Regions from separate parts of the Anas platyrhynchos genome. Here region 2 is linked to region 1. A link is a contact called in public Hi-C data. All regions are on one chromosome and are shown on one strand. The core of a region is the stretch at or near the end of the contact, and the rest is flanking DNA. Distances in the headings are between cores, read along the strand shown.

Region 1 (3,924 bases), core at 423-2,922:
AGAAGCAGCAGTTCATTGTATGCTAACCACACTGCCCTCTCAGTAACACTATCATATTTCAGATACTTTGCAAAATGCAATAGTCTTACAATGCCTTCCTGGAAAAGGTGGTGAATAGTACAGATCATCACAGTTTTCAAGAGAACAGGATAATTTTAAGAGCAGGCACAGTTAGCATGTAACTCCTTTTCAGCTGTCTGTACTCAAAAGCAGTTCTTCAGACTGCACAGGAAGGACCAGGAAAACAGAAAAAAAAAGATTTATTCCCCAAATTCTAATTATTACTTCAAGGCAGAAGTGTTTCTCTACCAGCTTCAGTAATCTCCTGACCTTTTTATTTTTAGAATAATTAATGCCTGTAAAATATAGCATGTTTTAATTCTGAAGAATGCAATGCTCTGTCTACAGTACAGATAAAGCACAGGCAAAGAAGTTTCCTCCACATTGCCCTGTTAACATATGTCAAGAGTACTGTGAATGAAGAAGGTGGTTCACTGGAATAGAATAAAATAGTTCAGTTCTAAGGGACCTTAAAAGATCCTCTAGTCCAACTGCATGACCACTTCAGGGCTAACCAAAAGTTAAAGCCTATTATTGAGGGAATTATCCGAATATTTCTTCAGCACTGAATGCTTAGATTAAGCCCTCCTGCAGAATACTGCAGTGGTGATACATTATATAAACATCTATTTGCTAAGAGTTTCACACCTGAGCACATAATATTAAAGAAAAAATATCTTATTAGTTATCTTATTTTCCCCTGATGAAAATATGGCAAAAGTCAACCTATCAATTTAGCAGCGGAATAAACTTCAAATTCCACTAAAAATCATGAGGCATTGAAACCTCTCACGAGTCTTAGATCATTAAAATATTCCTCTTTTTTAAGCAGCATTTCAGCAATAATCTGAGGATGGGTAGAAATAATTCACAAGGGAAAAAATGGTGCCATAGAACAAGAATCTACAAAAAAGGGCCAGGTGCAACTCACATCTCTGTAGAATATCACTTTTACGGCATATTCACTGAAGGTACATGTGTCCTTTAAAAAACCTGGAAAAGGCGATGTTTGACTGGCTCTACAGATACTTTTTAAACAGCATCATGGAAAATCTTTCTAAAAATCATAGTTGAGAATTGTAAAATAAGTATTTGCAGATACGATATGAAATTACAATAAATTGAGCCTGAAAATAAAGAAAACCTAGAAAAAAAATAGTTTTACGCAGCTAAGGAGCTGTGTAAAAGTAAGTTTTACTGCTTAAAGTAACACGTGAGGTAACAGTGGGCAGCAAAATCATCAGGTCTGTACTGGACCTCTAGCAAGGCAATGAATGCAACATGGATCTCTGTTTTGGATCTCTAACACCTCAGGCACAGCACATCTGTAAGCAGAAAAGTGCTTGCAAGAAGGCAGGCAAATCTCCTGTGAGCCAGCTTATAACCAGCTTCAGAACCTGGACACCAGCCTGATTCCAGGCCCTCTCTTCTTACCCATCTTCTCCTGCACCTAGCTCCTTGTGACAAAGTGAGCTTGGTCCCCACGTGCGCCCTTTTTTCTTCTGGCCTCTCTTCTCTTCTTCCTCTCCTTCCTCCTTTGGAAGGACTGAGTTTCGTCCCCATGTTTTACTGCTTTCAGCAGGAGTCACTAAACAAGTGGGAAAAACAGAGAGAAAATGGGAAAAAAACAGATAACCAGGTTGGTCCCAAAACAACGCAAAGAACACAGGCCAGAAGAATAGTAACTGAAGTGTCCATTTGGGGTTCTTCCACATAATTCTCAGGATGTATCAACACTAATCTAACAACCAGATCCCTTCAAATTACTGTAGACAGGCTTTATGACTTTATTTCTCCACTGGTTTCCCTTTTAGAAATACCAGTTTGATACTAGAAACACAAATGTGACACTGATACAAACACTACACATCCACTAACATTCCTTTCATACTTCTAGTACACATTTATCTCCCTAATTGTGTGTTATTATGGGAACACCATTTTCATGGCAACATCCTTGTTTTTCTGTCCTTCCAGCAGTAACTTAATCATCTTCAACTGCGTTTCACAGATCTTCTCTGCAAATTTAGTCTTCTAAAGATCAGCCTGTACATCCAAGGAATGTATTTTCTGTACAGTACAGCAGCAATCTTTCAAGAACATAGGTGAGGCTTAGTCTCCAAAGAACACAAAACCCAACTCCCCACTCCCACTTGCCAACATACGCTATTTTTCTCTCTAAATTCATACATGCAGGGCACAAGGCCAACATTTTAGGAACATTTTTTACAGTCCTGTCCTAGATATGGAATCTTGGCATCTTACCACGCTGACAGACTGCACATTTCCCAAATTCAATACTACATTGAGCTCCTTACACTGTATGGCCCTGAGTCTGGGAATAATGGTAGGACTTGCAGGAGGGCTGGAGCAGCTACTGATCAAGCTTTTCCTTTTATCCATCGTTGGAGAAGCCTGCACAGTGAATTTATGCTGGAAATCTGTTTATCAAAAGAAAAGAATTCAAAACATAAGCAGAAAGACACAATTACATTTTTTTAAATATAAGAAAGAAGAATAAATTGTTTATCGTAACCTTCAAAATGTGAAATTTACAAGACCGATGTAAAACTGAAGTTTTACAGCTAATTGCTGCTCATTTTTCACACAGTTCCTTCAGGACAAAGACATGCTCACAGTCATGAAGACACTCTGACATCCCAGATACCTCACCAGTAGCTAACGCTTCTTTCAGGGTTCTGTTGGAGATTACTTGTGTTCAACTTGAGTTCACATATGAACTAGCTGTGTAGTGCTGTGCTCTCACAGCTATTAACGTGGTTTTTTGTATTATTATTATTTTTTTTTTTTTAAGATTCCTGCAGCAAAAAGATCCAGTAGCTTATGGTTTCTGCTGCATTCTGTAAAATATTCCCAGAGCAGCAACATACTTTTTACAATCTTTATTAAACTGATCATTTTGAGCTGTGACATGCTAAACTGCAACACACTAAACTGCAACATCAACATTTTTGCTATGAGCCACATACAGCCTTTCAACTAAAAGTGTAACATCTCAAACTCACTTTTTTCCTATATACTTTGAACTGTTGCCTTTGGGGAATGCTAGCCACGAGAGCATCAAACTTAGTTGCTTGATGCCAGAGGTGTTTTTTCTCCCAAAGTACATCTAGTACTTCCTAATGCTAAGTGTCAGCACAAAGGAGGCACCAAAGTTACAGGTTCGCTTGTTCCTCCCATTTCACCTGACATTGCCTGCATCACCAACCTGAAGGCAGGCTGATATTATTGCCATCTTTTAACTTGAGCCGATTCTTCTTGAACTTCCCCATGCGTTTCTTCACCCGGGGCTTCTCCTGACACAGCTGGTGGATGATGATGTTGAGTTCCCTTTCCAGGATATCAATCTCACGCTCTGCTAGCTCCTGTTCCCGCCTTCGGAGCAACTCCTCATGGTTCTTCTGTTCAACAGCAGCACGAGTCAGCTCTTCTTCCCATGTGCGAAGCTCCTACAGGGAGATCAGAAAGAAGAAAAGAAAAGCTACCTCATGATCTGGGCATTTAGACTACTACTACCCACTCTGAAGGTACAGCAGTAGTAACTTATGTTCACTGCACTGCTAGCACCACTGTTTAAAGGCTCAGCTGAAAGCCAAAAACCTAAAAATAATTCTAAAGAACTCAGTGCTTGCCATTCAAGGCCCTTCTAATCAGTATTAACATTTTGCATTAAAATTTCTTCAAAAATATATGTCCAAATTCTCTACTCTGTGGTGAGGCCACACCTGGAGTACTGTCCCTCATTCTGGGCTCCTCAGCACATGAGAGGCATGGACATAATTGAGAGAGTCCAAGGGCCACCAACATGTTGAAGGGATTGGAGCACCTCTCCTATGAGGAAAG
Region 2 (3,924 bases), core at 944-3,443, 76 kb before region 1:
TCCTCTGTCTTTGAACATTTACAAAAGTAGACATGGAAAGCTGTATTCATTACACATTTCTCTCTCTCTGTGAGTCTTACTTGTTAAAAGTCATGTCTATCTATCCTTCATGGTCATTATTTATCAGATTTATCAACATATTTTAAAATTTCTTTCAGTTTGTCTACAGGAAAAAATAGAGAATACATTAAATTATGTAAATTCTTGTTTCTCACCCCAAAGATCTCAGATTTTTCAAGCCAGGAAATGTTGACTTTCACATTTGCGAGTACTACTTTTCTGAAGCCTGACTACCTTCAGTGGAAGTGACTACATGAGGCACTTGTTTTCCAGACACTAACTGTGTCATCTCCCATACCGATTTTCAATGTTTGTCTTTTGTCTCAGTGACAACCAGAATCTAGTCCTTTCGGGGAGCTGTGTTCCTCATTTCTATAACCCTGAGAACTCAGTCAGGTGGGAGGATAAGCACTGTATTTGTTTGTACAAGGGCATGTCAGAATATCACCCATCAAATAAAAGAAAAAAAAAAATCGTCTACAAAGCTACACAGTCATTGCTGCTTATCCAGTCTACACAAATCAACTGTTTCATAAAATATTTGCTGTGATATAAAAGTGGCCTGCTCGCTTTCAATCTGTAGAAGAACATGTTTCACAATGATCTGATTTGTAATGTGAGCACGACACTAAGTGATTGTATCAATTCCTATATCCTTAATGCAGCTCAAATATCTCATTTCAGCATCCATCATAACTATAAAGCGCTCTTAATGCATACGGTAAATAGTTAGAGGCAAGTTTCTAAGTACTTTGTCTGTGCCTGTCATCTCTTCATCCCACCGCTCACTAGTAAAATGCTAAAAACACATTATACATTTATAAGGTAGCTTCATATGTACGCTGATAGTGGACCTTATCCCCAGCCTCCTGAACCAGATTCATCTGGGAATCCTCATCCCAGTAGGTGGTGCTACGGGATATGTAAGAGGGGTTGGGTCTGCTGGGAAAAGTGGGAGTCAGGGGAGAGAAGTGGAGAAGATAATTTGGTTGAGAAACACAGGGGTGCTGCTAAGACGTTGGACTTTAACCTTGTGTCTCTGTCACCTGACATAGATCACATTCCCAAAGATAAATATATATATATATATTTTATATATATATATATATATATATATATATATATATATATACATTTAGATAGATAAGTAGACGAGTTACTGTAGAAAGAACACTTAAACAGAAAGAAAAAGGAATAATCAATAAACTAAACTAAGTATTATATGGCATAGCAAGTAAACAACCAGAAGACAGTTGCAGCACATCCCGTGACTCCCGGCAGGCTGGCCCAATTCCCACCGTCCCCAAAGCCTTGCACTACAGAATGAGTGATCTTGCTAATAAGGTTAAGCATAGCTTATTCTTCTAATGGCTCTACATTTTTCAGTACTGGTGTTTCTCAGCTTAGCATTGTGATGACAATGCTCTTAAAATAATTATACAATTTCGTAAAGAAAGGCAACAGCCCAGTGAGAGATTTTTCTAGGCTGGTCTTCATGTGCAAACAGTCCTTAATTGAAAACCGATGGATTAAGAATTAAATGAAATCTGGACACTGAAGCTATTACTCATACCGATCCTGCCTGTCCTATGCTCCTAAATTAATATATATTTCCACATACTGCAGAAACTCTCTGAAGTCACTGGAATGACCTTTCTTTTCATTTTAAAGGTTTGGTGCCACATAGCCAAAACATACACAAATGACTGGAATTGTGGAAATCCTTGAGGTTTCAGTGAATGCCACCGGTCTAAGAATCAAAAATGAAAATGGATGTTTCCAAGTCACACCTTTGATTATAGCAGCTCGACTCATTGTCACAGTGGCAAGTCCTAACAAGGTATTTTACGGCATAAGCCTGTATTGCTTCCTGTCTGATTTCGTTACTCTCCAAGGTATCAAAAGAGATTATTATATGAGTTGACTTAAGAGCTAGTAGCGCTGCTACTATTGATTTTTTTCCTTTTTTTCTTTTTTCCTTTTTTTTTTTCTTTTGAGATCTTTTAGAATTTCCACAGTGTTTAGATATTGAAGAATAGTCTTGTTTTGTCTGTTCTTAAAAAGAACAGACATAAGTATCAGAGTGACTCCAGACTAGTTAGATTGACCCTGATCCCAGTGGAATCAGGGGCTAGCTGGCGGGAGACAAAATCACAGAAACAAACAGAGGCATGGTCAATACCAATCAGCTTGGTTTGCTGCAAAAGGAATCTCTCCAGACAAACTTAGTATGATTCTTAAAGAAGCTGCAAAATTGGCTGAGAAATGAGATCAGTCTTATTTAACACATGCATATTCTGGTATGGCATTTACGTTTGCCCTTTATGAAATTGTAACATCAACAACAGCAACAAACAAACAAACACTATGTAAAAATCAGTTCTGTTCAGGATCTTAAAAAGAAAAAATGTGAGTGTAATACCTGATTTTGAAGCAAGGATTGTTGGGAAGAATTGGGGAAGAATGAGATCATCGATGAAAACTAAGCTTAGTTCGAGTGTTTGCACTTAAAGGGTGTTTGAGAAAGGAGTTCAGAAAAGAGCTACAGAACTGATCAGTAATTTAGAAAACCTCCATTTTCAGCAAGGGATTTCAGCAAGAGTAACCTGGTCTATTCAGTTTAACCAAAAGAAGCCACAAGTATACCACAATCAATCAACAAATAGCTGTTAAGACAAAAGATTTTTTGTTACAGTAGTTGACTGTGCAATCTAGCAGAAAAAAATACATCAAGATCTGATGATTAGAAGCTGAAATCGGTAAAATAAAATGTTGGTAATCAGCAACTAGAATAAGCAATCAAGAACCCCTGAAGAATTTCCATTCCTTGAAGATTTTGTCAGGACCCAATGTCTTCATAAATATATGTCAGAGCTCAAATAAAAGTAAGAAATTAATCACAGATCACCAGTTAAGATTACATTACCTGTGTTACAAAGGAAATCAGAGCAGATGACCACAACAGTGTATTCTCTCTTTTATAACTGTGAATATGAAATGCAGTATGTTGAGTAATATTGCCACTTGCAAACAAAGTTCCAGGTGTGTGCTGAAAAATGAGGAATCCATTGCTTATGTACCCATTGTTTACCCATTGCCTATTGTCTGGGGTGTTTTGGTGACATCATTTGCCTTTTGATCTCCAAGATTTGACAAGTGCCAAATCAGCTCAGAGACTCTGCATTACAAATGTTGAGGTCATACAAGCAATTTTATAATTTACATTAACATATATATTTTCATTTTAGCAGATAAGTGTCCATTTTTTTCTGTGTTCACTCAATGTATATTTGGTTAATATAAATTTGTGGAATAATGAGAACAAGAAAAGGTCATGTTTTAATGTCAGGCCTGTTCTTGGCTTACAGTCTGATTTTAGATGAATTCTTCATAAGCTGTGCCTGACCTCTGCATGAGAAAATCCTAGAGAGCTGCAAAGTCTGTTATCTGCTTGTAGATTTGGCAGGTTTGCAGACAGGCTCCCAGAAAGTCTGTCCCATATGCCCACATACTTCACTGTCATACGCACAGACCTCTGAATGTATGCAGGAAGGATTTTGGAGGCCCATGTTTTGTAGTAGTGTCTTACTGACTTTAGCTGGAGCAGGTCAAGCCACAGTAATGAACAATCAGGCTGCATGCTACTCCATTCTCTACATATGTTCAGGACCAGATGTGGTAGAACTAGAGGGCTGCAATTACTGTGCTTTTCTTATTCTGCTACTTCAGAACGTATGCAGTAGAAGAAAAATAGGTATTTGTACTTCTGCTTACATGTACTCATGGTTTTCCAAAAAGGCAATCAAAGATCCTTTTGGTCCCTAAAGCTCTTTGTCCCCATTTGGAAAATGGGTTTTCTCCTTA

Evidence for each region. Hi-C and Micro-C count contacts between places; a contact is called where the count stands out from the background.
Region 2: a contact with region 1 is called in a Hi-C map of F1 follicle, with 3 times the contacts expected there. The contact joins two enhancer-like sites. A contact is called at or near these places in 2 of 8 Hi-C or Micro-C datasets (F1 follicle and liver).

Annotation. Positions count from the first base shown.
Region 1 is chr5:36,344,494-36,348,417 of IASCAAS_PekinDuck_T2T, reverse strand. It overlaps MAP3K9 (mitogen-activated protein kinase kinase kinase 9), which reads right to left. Exons shown (of 16, transcript XR_003497351.3): 6 at 3,290-3,530; 7 at 2,379-2,501; 8 at 1,495-1,648. Among named protein-coding and RNA genes, the nearest start is that of MAP3K9, 40 kb to the right of the region's middle. Within about 2 kb of position 1,672, at least 2 of the 8 cell types and tissues checked have an H3K27ac peak or open chromatin away from gene starts, as enhancers often do.
Region 2 is chr5:36,421,375-36,425,298 of IASCAAS_PekinDuck_T2T, reverse strand. No RefSeq gene overlaps it. Among named protein-coding and RNA genes, the nearest start is that of MED6, 9.4 kb to the left of the region's middle. Within about 2 kb of position 2,193, at least 1 of the 8 cell types and tissues checked has an H3K27ac peak or open chromatin away from gene starts, as enhancers often do.